Linked DNA regions of Mus musculus: all the other regions are linked to region 1. Evidence: chromatin contacts called from public HiChIP or PLAC-seq and promoter capture Hi-C data. All regions are on one chromosome and are shown on one strand. Each heading gives the region's core, a stretch centred on a gene start, on an enhancer-like site or on the middle of the called end of the contact. The rest is flanking DNA. Distances are from core to core; before and after follow the strand shown. Region 1 holds the start of Itga4 (integrin alpha 4). Region 2 has its middle 47 kb from the start of Gm37004. Region 3 has its middle 64 kb from the start of Gm37004.

Region 1 (4,653 bases), core at 662-3,161:
TCCTCCCCCAGGTTGCTTTTGATCATGGTGCTTTGTCACAGCAATAGGAACCCTAACTAAGACAGTTCCCCAGAGGAAAGGAATTTCAGAGTCATGCCTGGGTTTGCCAATGGGACGTTAGCACAAGGGGTAGACATTGTTTCTATCTCCCCAATGGGAGGGGATTTTTAGCAGCAGGGCTGTTTTCAAGTCCTAAGGGAAGGAAGGAGGGTTGTCTTGGCTTGTTGAATAATACTTCTGGAAAAGTAGCAAATTGTAATCTGAATGATAGAAATGAGGACCTGCCCATTAGCCACTGTACAGCTATCAGTGCCAACCAGAGTTTCACCATCCCTTCCCTGCCTGTGGGGCTCAGGAGGCACGTGCTATTTTATTTTTCAGTCCCTCAACCAGGCTGACCGGCTCCTCCCTCGTGCCTCTTCTCAGAGTGTGTGGAGCCCAACTCAGCGATCCTTGCCTTCCAGCTCTCTTCAAGTGTTCCCAAACAATTAAACTTTATGGAGTAGGGAACTTTTCTTTTCTACTATCAGGCCAAAAATGTTGCTGGGTGCTCCTCCAGGCATCCTGCTGATTTGTTGTGGTGTTTCGAGGACTGGGGGCTGCCCACTGCATGAGATGATCTGACTCAGTGAACAGCGACAGCTGCGGGCCTGTGATTCTGTTGGTGTAACTGGCAGACACGGACTTTCTTTCTTTCTTTCTTTCTTTCTTTCTTTCTTCCTTTCTTCCTTCCTTTCTCTCTCTCTCTCTCTCTCTCTCTCTCTCTCTCTCTCTCTCTCTCTTTCTTCCTTTCTTTCTTTCTCTCCCTCCCTCCCTCTCTCTTTTTCTTTCTTTCTTTCTTTCTTTCTTTCTTTCTTTCTTTCTTTCTTTCTTTCTTTCTTTCTTTCTTTCTTGTCATTTGTCTTTTTTTTGCAACAAAGGTAAGAGGGCCAGCATCTCACCTGCTAACACTCACCAGCACTTGCCTCCTGCTCCAGCGTGAAAAGCAGGGAATGGAATATGGAGTGTAAGACATAAATTAAAAATAAAATAAAATTAAAAAAAAAAAGAAAAGCAGCACACAAGGAGTATGTTCAGCAGAGGCCCATCTCCTGGCTTAGGTGTGCTGTGACTCTGATCTCTGGTGGCTTTTTAGAAGCCTGTTATGACCTTGTCTTAGGCTGTGTCTACACATCTGGTGGTAGGTATGTCCTGGGGTAACTGAGTGTGTACATGGGGACTAGTTATGAAGAAGTGAGCAAGGGGTGGAGTCTGCTAAGTGAGGCAAGTCACAGAATTTCCTTAGCTTGCCTGGGTTTTCTGTGTTAGGCTATTGCCTGGCTTGCTCATGCGTATAGACTCTATTTAAGAGGAAGTGTATAGAGAGGAAGGAAGCCTGCATAAAAGGCTGCAGGCCTGGGAGTTTTGAAGAGACTAGCCATATACTTTTGTCACCAAATGCTCCAATAGGGCTGGGGCGGGAGGGGGGGGGGGCAGCAGTTTTGGCTTCTTGCAAACTGTGTAATTTCTGTATGCTACACAGCACATAAGTGACAGAGGAAGTTCTGGAAGGTTCTCCACAGTCTTAGTTCCCAAATTATTGGCCACTGGGACTGGCCCTGGAGGCCAGTCACTTGGTGAAGTCCCGCAAGGCATCAAGCCTTAGCCAACTTTCAAAAGGGAATCCCCTGATCTGTTTTGTGTTCCCCCAAGGGTTATTTTTGCTGGGCCCCAGAAGCCAGAGCCACTGTGTGTGATGTCTGCCAGGGTGTGAGTCCATGCAACCTAGGTCCCCTAGCGCCCCCTACAGCTGCTGCGGGGCGGGGATGGGGATCGGGTTGGGGAGAGGGAGGCCAGGCTGTGAGCCACTGCACCACACCCAGGACCCCACCCAGATCCTAGGAGCACCCGGCCCCTGGCTCCGGGGCCACAGAAACGGGGCGTGGGCCAGAGCCTGAAGCATCCCTGGCCACTACGATCGCTCCGCCTGTGGCCACCAATTCCCCTCCTCTTCTGGCGTCCCTCTCTCCGCCCCTGTCGCCTGCCAGCACCGGACACGCTGCTGCACTTCATCTCTTGGGGCGCTCTTCTCTTTGGCCAACCGTCGCATCCTGTGCAACTCTGGTCAGTGGCCGTTTTGTGTTGAATGTTCTCCACCAAGAGCGCATGGCTGCGGAAGCGAGGTGCAGACCGAGGTCCCGAGGGATCGCCCTCCGGGAAGCGGTGATGCTGTTGTTGTACTTCGGGGTGCCAACCGGGCACTCCTACAACCTGGACCCGGAGAATGCACTGCTGTACCAGGGCCCCTCCGGCACGCTGTTTGGCTACTCGGTGGTGCTGCACAGCCACGGGTCGAAGCGCTGGTGAGTGCGCCCTCCCCAAGAGGCATGTCACAGCGCCTCCGCCTCTGGGATTCCTTGTATGAATCAAACTTTCCGCCCTCCTGGGAGGTCAGAGAAAGACCTGGCTTCAGCCAGCTGCCTCACTGGAGAGCCTTGGAACTAACTTATCTTGGGATGGCAGCCCCCAGGGTGCTCCTGAGTCCTGGGTCTCCAGTCATGGGAAGAGGAGGTGGGTGCCACTTCCCTTGCTGACCACTGCACAGCTGTCACAAGCCAACACGGGGCAGAGTGGGTGGGCAGACTGGTTCACGTCTGAGCGAACTTGCATGGTTCTTGCTTTAGGCTCATCGTGGGGGCTCCCACTGCCAGCTGGCTCTCTAATGCCTCAGTGGTCAATCCTGGGGCGATTTACAGATGCGGGATCAGAAAGAATCCAAACCAGACCTGCGAACAGCTCCAGCTGGGTGAGTTGGGTCCCCAAAACAAGACATAATGAACTTTCTCCCCTTCGTGGGTCCACTGTTGGGCAAGTCCTGGAAGACACTATGATGCTGGTCTCTTCTGGATTAAAGTACAAGCTTTTCAATTTTAACCCCATGCCAGCTTGCTCCTGAGAGTATTTTCCTCTCCTTTGCTTGCAACTGTATGTGATCTCAGTATCTTCCAAACCTCTTTCAGGGGAAGTCTCATAGGGTGGCTTCTGGCAAGCTACCTTCTACCAGTCCTAGAACTCTTCCATGTGTAAAATCTGTTTCAAAGCCTTAAAACCCCTCTCTGGCTGAGGACCCAACTTCTCAACTTTGTTCTAGCGTGAGCTGCACATCAGGAATAGAAACTTTGATTGAGCCTATATCCCACCATGTAGCCTATATCCCACCATGTAGCTTATATCCCACCATGTAGCTTATATCCCACCATGTAGCCTATATCTCACCATTTAGCCTATATCCCACCATGTAGCCCAGGGATTTTTCTTCCCCTTCCTTTAAAAATGACACTACCTACCATAAAAGAATGGGAAGAAAAAAACAGCATGCCTTTTGTTAAAATCATAAATATAGGAGGTCTGACATATAATTACTAATTTTCCTCCCCTCAAATTCTCCTGTAAAGCAGGTCTGTCTTTCAGCCCTCGTTTCTGTCTTTATTTAGGTTTTCAGCAACTTGAGAAATGTGCGCTGACGGCAGAGGAGACAAGTTTCATGTTTCAAAGTCAAAAGCAAAGTTGCTGCGCACAGACACATGGGGAAAGAAAGGGGAACTAATATTAATTTAGATCTATCTTGCTCTCAGTACTGTTAAGCATGGCTGTGTATATTGCTCAATGTTTTCCCCTCACAGCAGCTCTAGTGTATGCTTGTACTGCTTCTGCTTCCTCAGGGCTCCCACACAGAGAGCTGCAGGTTCCTTCTTCAAAAGTACTTACCTAGACTCAGGGTTATCACTTCAGGTATACATCTTCAGTGAGGATAAAAACTAAATGAAGGGTTTTGGTGTACTGTCTGGAGATATGATCCATTATCGATGATGATGAGCTAAGGGTGAGAATTGCTACTTTTTATATTTATCTGTAAGTGGAAGGTCTACTTGAGAATACCTGACTTTGTCATAAACCTTTTCTATTCATCGTCGTTGTTTGTTTGCTTGTTTTTTGTTTTTGTTTTGTTTTTTTTCTGTTTCTTTTCTTTGCACTTTTACCCCAGCACCCATAAGAATGAAGGAGTTATGTGTACACTGGATTAAGCTACGGCTGACACTAAAGTACAAAGGATTCTGGGAGTAGGAAAGCACAGGGAGAGGCGAAGGAGGAGAAGGAGGAAGAGGGGGAGGGGAGGGAAGACAAAGGGGAAGGGGAGAGAACAACAAAACAAATTTTACTTAGAAAAAAAAACCCTACTATGAAACTTGATTCTTTATAAAAGAGGGATGGGCCTCTGAGCATCATTAGGCATCCCCTCTTCCAAGGGGCAGACCTGGGCTCATAGAAGACTCACAGACTTGTGCATTCAGAATGGTTACTTAAAAAAAAAAAAAGGTATTTTCATTACCTGAGAGAGTTGTGTAATGAGTGAAGCCTTGATCTGACAGCAGTTCCTCAAAGGGTCTCAGGAAAGAGCAGCTTCTTCTTCTATGGGCCTGGCATTCTTTCTGTGACATTAGAAACTCTGGTGGCTACATCCTGCCTGGAGGATACGCCATCTATTTCTGGATGTTTGTATTTAACTGAAAGGGGATCATGTCCTGACATATTATATAAACTTTTAGATGTCAGCAACTGTCAATTAAAGGAAAACCTAAGTTCACTGGGGGTGCGGAGCACAGAATTCACTAC
Region 2 (4,653 bases), core at 1,092-3,591, 240 kb before region 1:
TGCTAATTCAAATAAAACTCTTTCTGCAGATAGAGAACTAAACACTGGGCAAGCCAAACAAGCCATCAGTTGGCTTAACTCAGTTCATAGTCTGACTGTCATCCCCCTTTCTGTGGTAACGTCTCTCTACTTTATGCATGAACCAATGTTCTTTCGCCGTGATATCTTACCTTGGTGTTTGTCCTAATTACTCAGGAAAATCTTATCATACCTAACATATTGAAATTGTACTTTTAATTCACATAAACTCAAAACCATGTACCCTATAAAGCTCTTGGCAAGACATCACATCTTACAGACATTGAGTCATCTCTTTTATGGCTCATTCCTTAGCTCTGCCTCATGCATTAATTCTTTATATGATCTTATTTGAACGATATTTTAAGCTAAAAGTATCTCTGGGAACATTGCCTTTGTAAATAGCTCCCAAGTGCACCCGAGAACCAACAGTTCAATACACAATAGGCCTTGCACCCATAAGAAGGGAAAGAGATCTGTATTTAGGCATCTTTTGTTTCATTTAGAAATTTCCACACTTTCTGTTTCAAAGTAGGTGAGTCTATCCTGGCCTTGTCTTCCTCCGGAGAGTGCAGTGCTGATTCCAATGGGTCTGAAAGATCTCGTCTGTGTTACAGAATGTTTCATGCTATTTGTACACTGCAAGCAAGAAAATCATCATGGTACCAGATGGCCATTGCCATACAGAAGCTGGTCCTACTTAGTACTAGGGAGAGGCAGGGACATTCAGCCACAGTTAGACATTAGCCTGGTCGACATAGTAAGTAACAGGACAGTTAGAGTAAAATAGTCAATAAATGGATAAAATAAAAAGGGTAGAAAGCTAATCTGAGTAAGGCAATGTACACATTTGCACATCTATGTTCTTCTCATTTATAGCCCATTCGTGTCATCTTCCACACACCATGTCATATCATTCAATGTACAGAGTTGTGTTCTGAACTTGAACTTGTTCTGTTAGACCATGTGAAGTTCTGAACCATTGTTTAGATGACAGTACACCAGCAGGCTCCTGAATCCTCAAATGGCTGAGTGTGCTGCAATTTAGTCATTCCTATCTGAAAGTGTTCAGCATGGACACTGCTTTGATGTGTACACAGCATATGCTGTTCCTTAAATATATGCTCACCACTGTTGTTCACTCATGAACTTTCAGATGTAGAAAAACTTTTCTAAAGTGACAGTTGTGCCCTGTACTAATGGAGCCATATTCCCATTGATCTATGTCCTTGAACAGTCTGACAACTCATACAATAATTGACACTACTGTCCTATAAGCTAGCCATGTCTGGTCCAAGTGCTTTTCTGAGCAAATGCTAGCCAGTTTGCAAGGGCAATACCATCTTAGCTCCCACAGTATTGAAGCTTTGTGCACTCAGGAAAGTTGATAGATTATGTTTCTCTATAATTTTTCACAAAACAAATTACCTTCACAAAATGGACATGCATCTTTAAAAAGACCTCATGAAGTTAATTAAGAGAATGCTAAAAATACACACTAAACAATTTTACAAAGATAAAAATCCCTTTGCGCTGGGCAGTTGTGGCACACACCTTTAATCCCAGCACCTGGGAGGCAGAGGCAGGTGGATTTCTGAGTTCAAGGACAGCCTGGTCTACAGAGTGAGTTCCAGGAGAGCCAGAACTAAACAGAGAAACCCTGTTTTGAAAAACAAAACAAAACAAAATAACAACAACAACAACAACATCCCTTTGCACAACCAGCCATGTAATAGGAAGTGGTACTGTTGTTTATATGTTGACATGTTATTAAGTGGAGTTTCTCACTTTCAACAATCCCTTCTCATACTATTCCAAATCTTCTGTCCCTTGAAGTCCATGCAAAGTAGCAAGTTGCAGAATTTCTGTCACTGCTCAGAGGAATGAAGTTATGAGCTGTGAGAATGGGAACAGAAATTCTAGGGAGCATAGATTCCATGTGGATGGGATAGGTTAGGGATGTGCTAGGGAGGTCAGAAACCAACAGAGAAGACAAGTGTTGAGGGAGTCAGCACAAACAACGTGGATTGATCCCAGCTGGAGGTTCTATGGCTGCTGGTCCCTGCTAATCTGTCTCTTCTCCCTGACACTTTACGACTCTCGCTTGTTGGATTGAACCAGCTGTACATGTAGGAAAAGTACAGGGGAGAAGAGAGACAAGACCTGGATGGACCCAGAGTAAATGTTTCCTGTGCTGTGGAATGGAGGGAAATTACTAACTGCTACTGAGAACTGAAGCTATTTATTGCACACCTGATTTTGTGGCCTCTGTGTTAGAGCGGCCTCAGTTCTCAGTGAGCAGTTTCAGTTCACTTTTGTGTTCCTGTTCTAGACCACTGGTTCCCAAACTTGTCTGCATGCAGAAACCACCTGAAGAACATAGAGATATGTTCCTGCCCCACATCTTATCTCCAGGGGTTGTCATTTCAACAGCTCTGCAATGAGGCCTGGGATTTGTAACTTCTCCATGTGATCATAATTTACAGACTAACTTCAGAATCACCGTTCTAGAAAGTTCTAGGCTCCGTCAAGGCATGGCTCATTTCTGTGCCATCTAAAAAAAGACCACTTATACTTTTTAACCAGTTTTAAACTGAAAAAGTCCAAATACAATTCTGAAATCATAGCTCTGAATCTTGGAATAAAAGACAAAATGCCAAATCAGCTCTATTTAGTAATTTTCATATCTTATAACCAATAGCTTTCTGTAAAATGTTTCTTGTTATGAATTACACTGACTAGACATTGATTGATAGATTATATATAATTAGATTTACATATACATGAATGAACAAAAGTACATCCGTGTGTTTCTAGATGGAGAAAAAGGTTTAAATATCTTTATCCCATATCCCTTATAAGCACAAACTAAGTAGAATGTTTCAGTGTTCCGTGTCTTGCTAGCACCTGTTTCTACAGTTATTGAAGCAGCAGAACAAGAAACCCTTTGTCTTCCTTCCCCTCACCAGCAGCCCGATCCAGTTGATTCTAGCTCATTACTCAAGTTCAGATCAATCAGCCTGTTCTCCAAACTGCTAGCGTGATCTTCATGACATAGGAATGAGATCATTCCAGATGCTGACCACCTCAAGGTCCCCATAATCCTGGAGATGAAATCAAAACCTCTTACTGAGCTTTTAAAGTTTCTTCATGTTGTAACCACTGTTTCTGAGGCAAACTCTGGCCAGTCTGAATTGTTCCCTCTTAAATCTCCATCTGAGGATTTACATTTTCTATCGTCCACGCTGTAGAGTTCTGACTGCTTTTGGAATCCTTTTACACAAGAATATTGATGTGAGTTTATGTTTGTGGATGCTTCGATCTATCTATCTGTCTATCTATCTGTCTATCCATCTATCTATATCTATTTATTTACCATCTGTCATCTCTGTGTGTGTGCTTGCCCCCCCCCCCGTGTCTGTGGTTGTTCTCATGTGTGAGCATAAATGTACATGTATGGCTACAGTCACATGCATACCTGTGCTTGTGGAATTGAGAGGACAGCCTAAAGTGTGACTCTCAGGAATATTACCTTTCTCTTTTGAGACTAGGTCTCCCACTGGTCTGGGGCTCACTAATTAGGCTAGAAGGAAGAGCTGGCACATATACCCCAGGGATCCTCCTCTCTCTGCCTCCCCAGGGCTGGTATTACCACCTCATGCTACCATGCCATCATTTTCATTCAGGTTCTTACCAAGTGCTGCTCCCCATTCTTGGTTTTATCAACTAAGCTATCTTCCCAGTCTGGTTTGTATGTTGTTTATTTATTTGTTTGCTTGTTTAATTCACTTTACATCCCTCCCCTCTCCTCACAGTCCCCTATGCATGCATCTCCTCCCTATCCCCTCTCCCTTTCTCCTCTAAGAAGGGAGAGGTCCAACCTTCCCTAGCATATCAAATCACTGCAGAACTAGGGACATCATCTCCCACTGAGGCCAGACAAGGTGGTTCAGTTAGGGAACAGGATCCACAGGCAGGCAACAGAGTAAGAGATACCCCCAGCTCCAGCTGTTTGGGTCCTGCATGAAGTCCAAGCTGCAATCTGCTACATATGTGCATGGGGAAGTGGGAGGGGGGGGGGAATCTCAGCCTAGCTCATATATGCTCTTTGGTTGGTGGTTCAGTCTCTGAGAGCCTGTAAAGGTCCAAGTTAGTTGATTCTGTTGGTCTTGTGGAGTCCTATCTCCTTTGGGTCCCTCAATCCTTCCACAAGACTCCCCAGGCTCTGTCTAATGTTTATCTGTGGATCTTATATGCAGAAACCCCAAGTAGTCTAGCACTCTGCCCAGCCCAGTGGACACTCAACCTAGCAGTCCAGTTCTCTCTCCGTGGATGTGAAGTCCCCATGAGACTGTAAGCCACCTGAAGGCAGGAGTGTTGTCACATTTGCATGTCACTCTCCAGCACCAAGCATCATACATGTTGTACAGAAGGTATAAATATTTGTTAGATGAGTGAAAAATCAGAATATAGATTTGTTCCTTTTATTACTCACTGCATTTCCTAGTTCCTGTTGAACTGGAAAGGGCTAAAATCAGTTAAGTTGTGCACAAGGGCTGAAGGAATAGCAATGGACAGAAGCAGATGCACCTATGTGCCTTAGCTGAACTTGACATCGCCGATTTGAGTAAACAC
Region 3 (4,653 bases), core at 979-3,478, 220 kb before region 1:
GAATGACTTTCACTAGTGTTTAGCCCTGTGCCCAACAACACAAGCGTGTCTTGTCCTTTTGCCTTCAATGGACATTCTAATTCTGCTTCTGTCGATAGTGCTTCCTGTAGTCTTGAAGTACAGATAATCCTGATAGGGCTAGCAGAAGTGGCTTCTATGTGACCCGAGGATTCTGTTCTGATCAGACAGCTGGTCAGCACCATCTAGCCTAGAGACTTGACCTCAGACTGCTCAGTTAGTCTATGTGAAAAGATTTCTTTTCCCGTTTTTTATGCTCTTGATGTTATCAGAATTCTCTGAGCTTTGGGGTTGATGTGAGGTATTGGGAGAGCTGATGCAAACTGACCTGTGCTGATCCAGGGTTGAAACTTTTCTTGAATGTCCAGTGCCGAGTTATTGCTGCAGTCCATCAAGAAGAAAAGCTTTTGAGAAGCTTTGAACTCTTCGGTGAGGTGACCTTCATATCTCATCAATTTGGCCACAATCATGTATTAGCCAGTCTAGAGCTATCTATAGCAGTTGTTCTTAAACTGCAGGGATCTTTTAAGACCAGCAGAAAACACAGATACTTATACTACAATTCATAACAGTAGCAAAATTACAGTTATGAAGTAGCAGCAAAAATAATTTTATGGTTGGTTGTCATCACAACATAAAGACTTGTTTTAAAGGGTCACAGCATTAGCATGAGAACCAGTGATCTACGTCTATGATACTAAACATATTAAAGAGCCAAAAAGTAAAGAATTAAACATATATTATCAGAAGATAGATAAAGATGTACATCCTTAGTTTCTGAAAGGGCCTTCTGCCATATTTTAATAAGTGGTGTTCTTAGTATTGATGATTATCAAATCAAAATAATAACTCTGAAACATATTGAAGATGCTCTTTGTCTTAAAATGTCAAGTATTCAGCCAATATTTTAATTCTTTCATGTAAAAAATGAAGAGGGATATCTAATTCATCATGTTAACTTACAGCTTTAATAAATTATGAAATTATATATCTACAACAATTATTATCTACTGTATTTTCTTATGATCAGGTAATATTTGATTATTTCCCTATCTTATATGCCTATATCCAGGCTCAAGTAATGTTTCTCAGAGAAGGAGGGGTCACAAAAGTGGAAAAAATTTAAGAGGCTTGGAACAAATGAATAATTAAAAAGTATTCATTTTAGAGTATCATGTGGCTTTGTGAGTTTGATACACATTTTCTTGATTGGTCTGTTTCTGTCTGATGAGTCAAATCATAACTTCTAAGGTCCTCTCAACTAATCCTTTTCTTTCCACTTAGAATTCTTTTTATATTGATTTGTTGTTTGATCCATAACTGACACCAAAACAATCCATTGCCCTGCTCATTTTGTTACCTTGAGTTAGCTTACAACATTCTGGAGGGCCAGAGACACATTTTCCGGTTGTTTTAGTTTATTTTATATTTTTTTTTACAGAACAAAGAGCACACAGAAATTGCTTAGAATTTAATGGTACAGCATAAAATCCAGTTTAATTTTAACTCTTAAAAATCTATTTTGGAAAGAATTTATGGTCAAAAGCAGAGCGCCTTTCAACCGTTGATAGATGAATGCAAATGGGTAAATGAAAAGAAAGCTTAAATCCATAAACTGTTACGGCGCAGCAACTGTCTTTGCATGGAAGGATAGAAAATACAGGAAAATTCTTCAAGTGTTAATGGAACTTTTAGCACAGAAGGTGATAGAAAAACCATTGTGTATCAAATATTCATCCAATTAAAACATGCTAAACAATGTGCTATGCTCATTATCTTGCTGAGGAAAGTGGAACCCAGAAGGCTGTTGATATTTCAGCTTGAAGAGGTTATTTTTTGTTGTTGTTGTTTAATCAAGTACTAATCAGGAGAGATGCACTTTATAACAAGAGAGCCAATTTATCTGACATCAAAACCACTCATGCAGTTAGCCTCGGATGATTATTCTTAGAACCATGTCACCTATTTCCAATTAAACTCTACTTGCTGATATTAGGGTGGTGACAGTAGGCATGGGTTTAAACCAAATGTCCTTTCCTTCTCCGCATTGCCACACTGATTAAACCTTCTAGTAAACAACCAGTTAGCCTGTGCCACAAAAAAAACCTTTTGATGCAAAGTAACAAAAATCACCCTCCAAAATAACTCAGCCCAAAGGGAAGTCCAGTATTTTGTGGAGAACTCTGCCTCTCATAGGCCCAGGATTTATTGCTAGTTTCACTTCCTCTCTGTTGACTCCACTTTAAATCAGGCTGTGTATTGGTCCTGCAGTTCATCTAACAGGAAAGAAACATTTTGGCCTTTAAGATTAGAGCAAAGCCTTAGTTTTCATAACTGACATTGAGTCATGAGTCCATCTGGAACCAACTGCTACGTGCACAGAAATGGGTTGGGATAAGGTCTGAGATAAATGTCTCCCAATGCCTGAGTTCCTTCCATATACACAGGCTGTGTCTAAGAAGGACTGCTGCTTAGGCCAGTTGGGTGGATGTTAAATCTATGGTAACTGGTTCAATCATCTACACTATTCTTCTACTTAGGTGAATCCTGCCTGGAGTAGATCTTCACAATTGAGGGGGGGGGGGAGGGAGAGAGATTATAGGTCAGTTATATTTGCTAATGGAGGAGGGACCTACTGATAGACGTATAGTTAAGTGTCATAATATTTTATGATTTGGTTGTTTTCCCCATGTAAATTTTGCTGTACAAGTAAATGTGTTTTATCATGGGTTTCTAGAAAAGAAGAGAATCTCTTCATTATTTCTTTTTTTTTTTTTTTTCCAAATCTATCAGAGAACCTAATTGGCTAAAATGGTTTCAAATGATTTTATCTATGGCAGCCTATGTACCGAGGAGAAGCAGGTATTGACTCCTGAATTACAGGACACTGTGGAGGAGTCCTTGCACTGGAACACCTGGGAGGCCTCCCTGGCATGCACTTGTTTAATGGGACAGTGCCCTAGGAGGAAGCAGAACAGGCATGGTAGCCATGACATGGTACTCTCGATTGTGTGTGCTAGATGTAGCAGGACAGAGGACTCCAGGGATGCTCTGTGGAAGGTCAGTTAGGTGTTGTGGGTGTGGATGGCAGTGGCAGCAGATTGGCTACTGAATGTTGAAGCTGCACCTAGTCAGAGGTTCTAGAGCCTTCTTCCCTGTTCTGCTCTAGTCCCTCCAGATTTAATTTTGCTAACCATGCCTCAAGGAGACTTCAAGTCGACTCCCTTGTTCTGTGTAAACTCCCATTAATTTTCTTTAGTTAAGGAAGTGTGGGGTTCAGGAGGTTGCCTCGGAATTTCTTTTGTGCTCATCCAGGGGACTAAGTGATGAACTTCATAATACTTTATGTCAATGATGCAAGGCTTGTTTTAATCTTTAAAGCACTTCAATTTTATAAACCCAAAAGTTAGAATCTTCTTTTAAAAAAAATCCTGTTTCCTTTCTCTCGCTTCTTTAAATCTTCAAACCTGATCAGTGATAAGTCATCTTTAAAATGAGTTGTTGTCAGATCTTCATGTGTGGGTTCGGAAAGTGATATCATATCGAAAAAGTAAAAGGGGCAGTGTGTGGAGACGCCCATGTTCAGAGAGGGAAAGCTGGCTCGAGGGCCCATTATTCAGTTCTCAGACAGGTCTCCTTCACCAGATGGCCCTGAACAATCAAATAACTCCTTTTTCAGTGGGATGCTTACAAAGCAAACTTCTCATTATATTTTGTCTTCCCAAAGGGAAAGAAGTCACTGGAAAGAGAATATATTTAGCTGGCATCCATTGTGCCAAAGGGTCACAACAAAAACTATCATCTTTGAAAAATGTTGTCTTAAAATTTACAGGAAAAACTATAGCAGGGAGTGCAAAACACAGAAATTAAAGACATATACATTGTTCTGAAAAAACAGGTCAGCTGTCTTAAAAAGATAGTAAAAACTGAAAAAAAAAAGATATGTTTCACTTTTATTGCCTCTTGGGAAGAACTACTATGTGAGGTCCTGGGAATTTAAGCGATGACCAAGACTCCCTTGGTGTTTGTACTTTTGTTGTTATTGTTGGAAGCAAAATGACTATGTAACAATAGTTAGATATGTAAGTGTGGTTCATATTTTACTAACAGACGTGAGAATGGAAAACAAATGAAACATGGAGTGTGATGTCTGATCTAGACAAACTAATGAAAAAATAAGGGGCATTGTCCCAGAACTGAGAGGTTGAAAAGGGAAAGTGGGTGTAGCATAAACAAAGGCAGGGGCTGCCTCTATGTAAACACTGGGGGCCTTGCAGCACAAAAGCACCTCCTGTAGGAGGACTTAATTGAGGACTGCCTGAGAGATCATGAATTGCTACTGCAAACAATGCCAGCCAACCTGAAACTGCAGTTTAGAAGAGATGCTTTCTTGGGACCAATGGGGTACTGGGTGGAGGGTATTAAAGGAGCTTGCAGCAGTGCTCTGATGAGCTTGCTCATCTGCTTGCAGACTTTCACTCTGTGCCAATTCACTCCCAACCCCTAAGGGCAGATAGGATTGGGTGGAGAGTTGTCCAGGGCATGGGCAACAAGTGGGGAATGAAAAGAATTTGAAAAATGACAAAGCGTTCAGTAAGGGCAGCACATAACATAGTGGGGCCTTTGTCTGTCTGA

The links. Promoter capture Hi-C pulls out the DNA fragments that hold promoters and counts their contacts. HiChIP or PLAC-seq counts read pairs in DNA pulled down with a chosen protein or histone mark.
Region 2: an H3K4me3 HiChIP or PLAC-seq map of the 230-238 cell line shows a contact between it and region 1, with 35 read pairs. The contact joins the enhancer-like site here to the promoter of Itga4 in region 1. A contact is called at or near these places in 14 of 39 promoter capture datasets (the C10 cell line, the HPC-7 cell line, HPC-7-derived erythroid cells and 10 more), 2 of 15 datasets of contacts at CTCF or cohesin (CD8 T cells and large pre-B cells), 1 of 484 Hi-C or Micro-C datasets (nephron progenitors), 18 of 115 datasets of contacts at active chromatin or transcription factors (the 230-238 cell line, CD8 T cells, DN3 thymocytes and 14 more) and 2 of 9 other capture datasets (embryonic stem cells and liver).
Region 3: a contact with region 1 is called in a promoter capture Hi-C map of pre-B cells. The contact joins the enhancer-like site here to the promoter of Itga4 in region 1. A contact is called at or near these places in 6 of 39 promoter capture datasets (the C10 cell line, the HPC-7 cell line, hematopoietic stem and progenitor cells and 2 more), 1 of 15 datasets of contacts at CTCF or cohesin (pro-B cells), 11 of 484 Hi-C or Micro-C datasets (B cells, CD8 T cells, the HPC-7 cell line and 8 more), 20 of 115 datasets of contacts at active chromatin or transcription factors (the 230-238 cell line, CD8 T cells, the SCID.adh cell line and 13 more) and 3 of 9 other capture datasets (adipose tissue, embryonic stem cells and liver).

Annotation. Positions count from the first base shown.
Region 1 is chr2:79,253,515-79,258,167 of GRCm38.p6, forward strand. Itga4 (integrin alpha 4) reads left to right here and starts at 1,912. Exons shown (of 28, transcript NM_010576.4): 1 at 1,912-2,342; 2 at 2,664-2,785. The coding sequence starts at 2,146.
Region 2 is chr2:79,016,915-79,021,567 of GRCm38.p6, forward strand. No RefSeq gene overlaps it. Among named protein-coding and RNA genes, the nearest start is that of Gm37004, 47 kb to the left of the region's middle. Within about 2 kb of position 2,342, at least 33 of the 459 cell types and tissues checked have an H3K27ac peak or open chromatin away from gene starts, as enhancers often do. A contact at or near this core is called in the 230-238 cell line, where this site is marked.
Region 3 is chr2:79,034,258-79,038,910 of GRCm38.p6, forward strand. No RefSeq gene overlaps it. Among named protein-coding and RNA genes, the nearest start is that of Gm37004, 64 kb to the left of the region's middle. Within about 2 kb of position 2,229, at least 46 of the 459 cell types and tissues checked have an H3K27ac peak or open chromatin away from gene starts, as enhancers often do. A contact at or near this core is called in the 230-238 cell line, bone marrow-derived macrophages, hematopoietic stem and progenitor cells and 3 more, where this site is marked.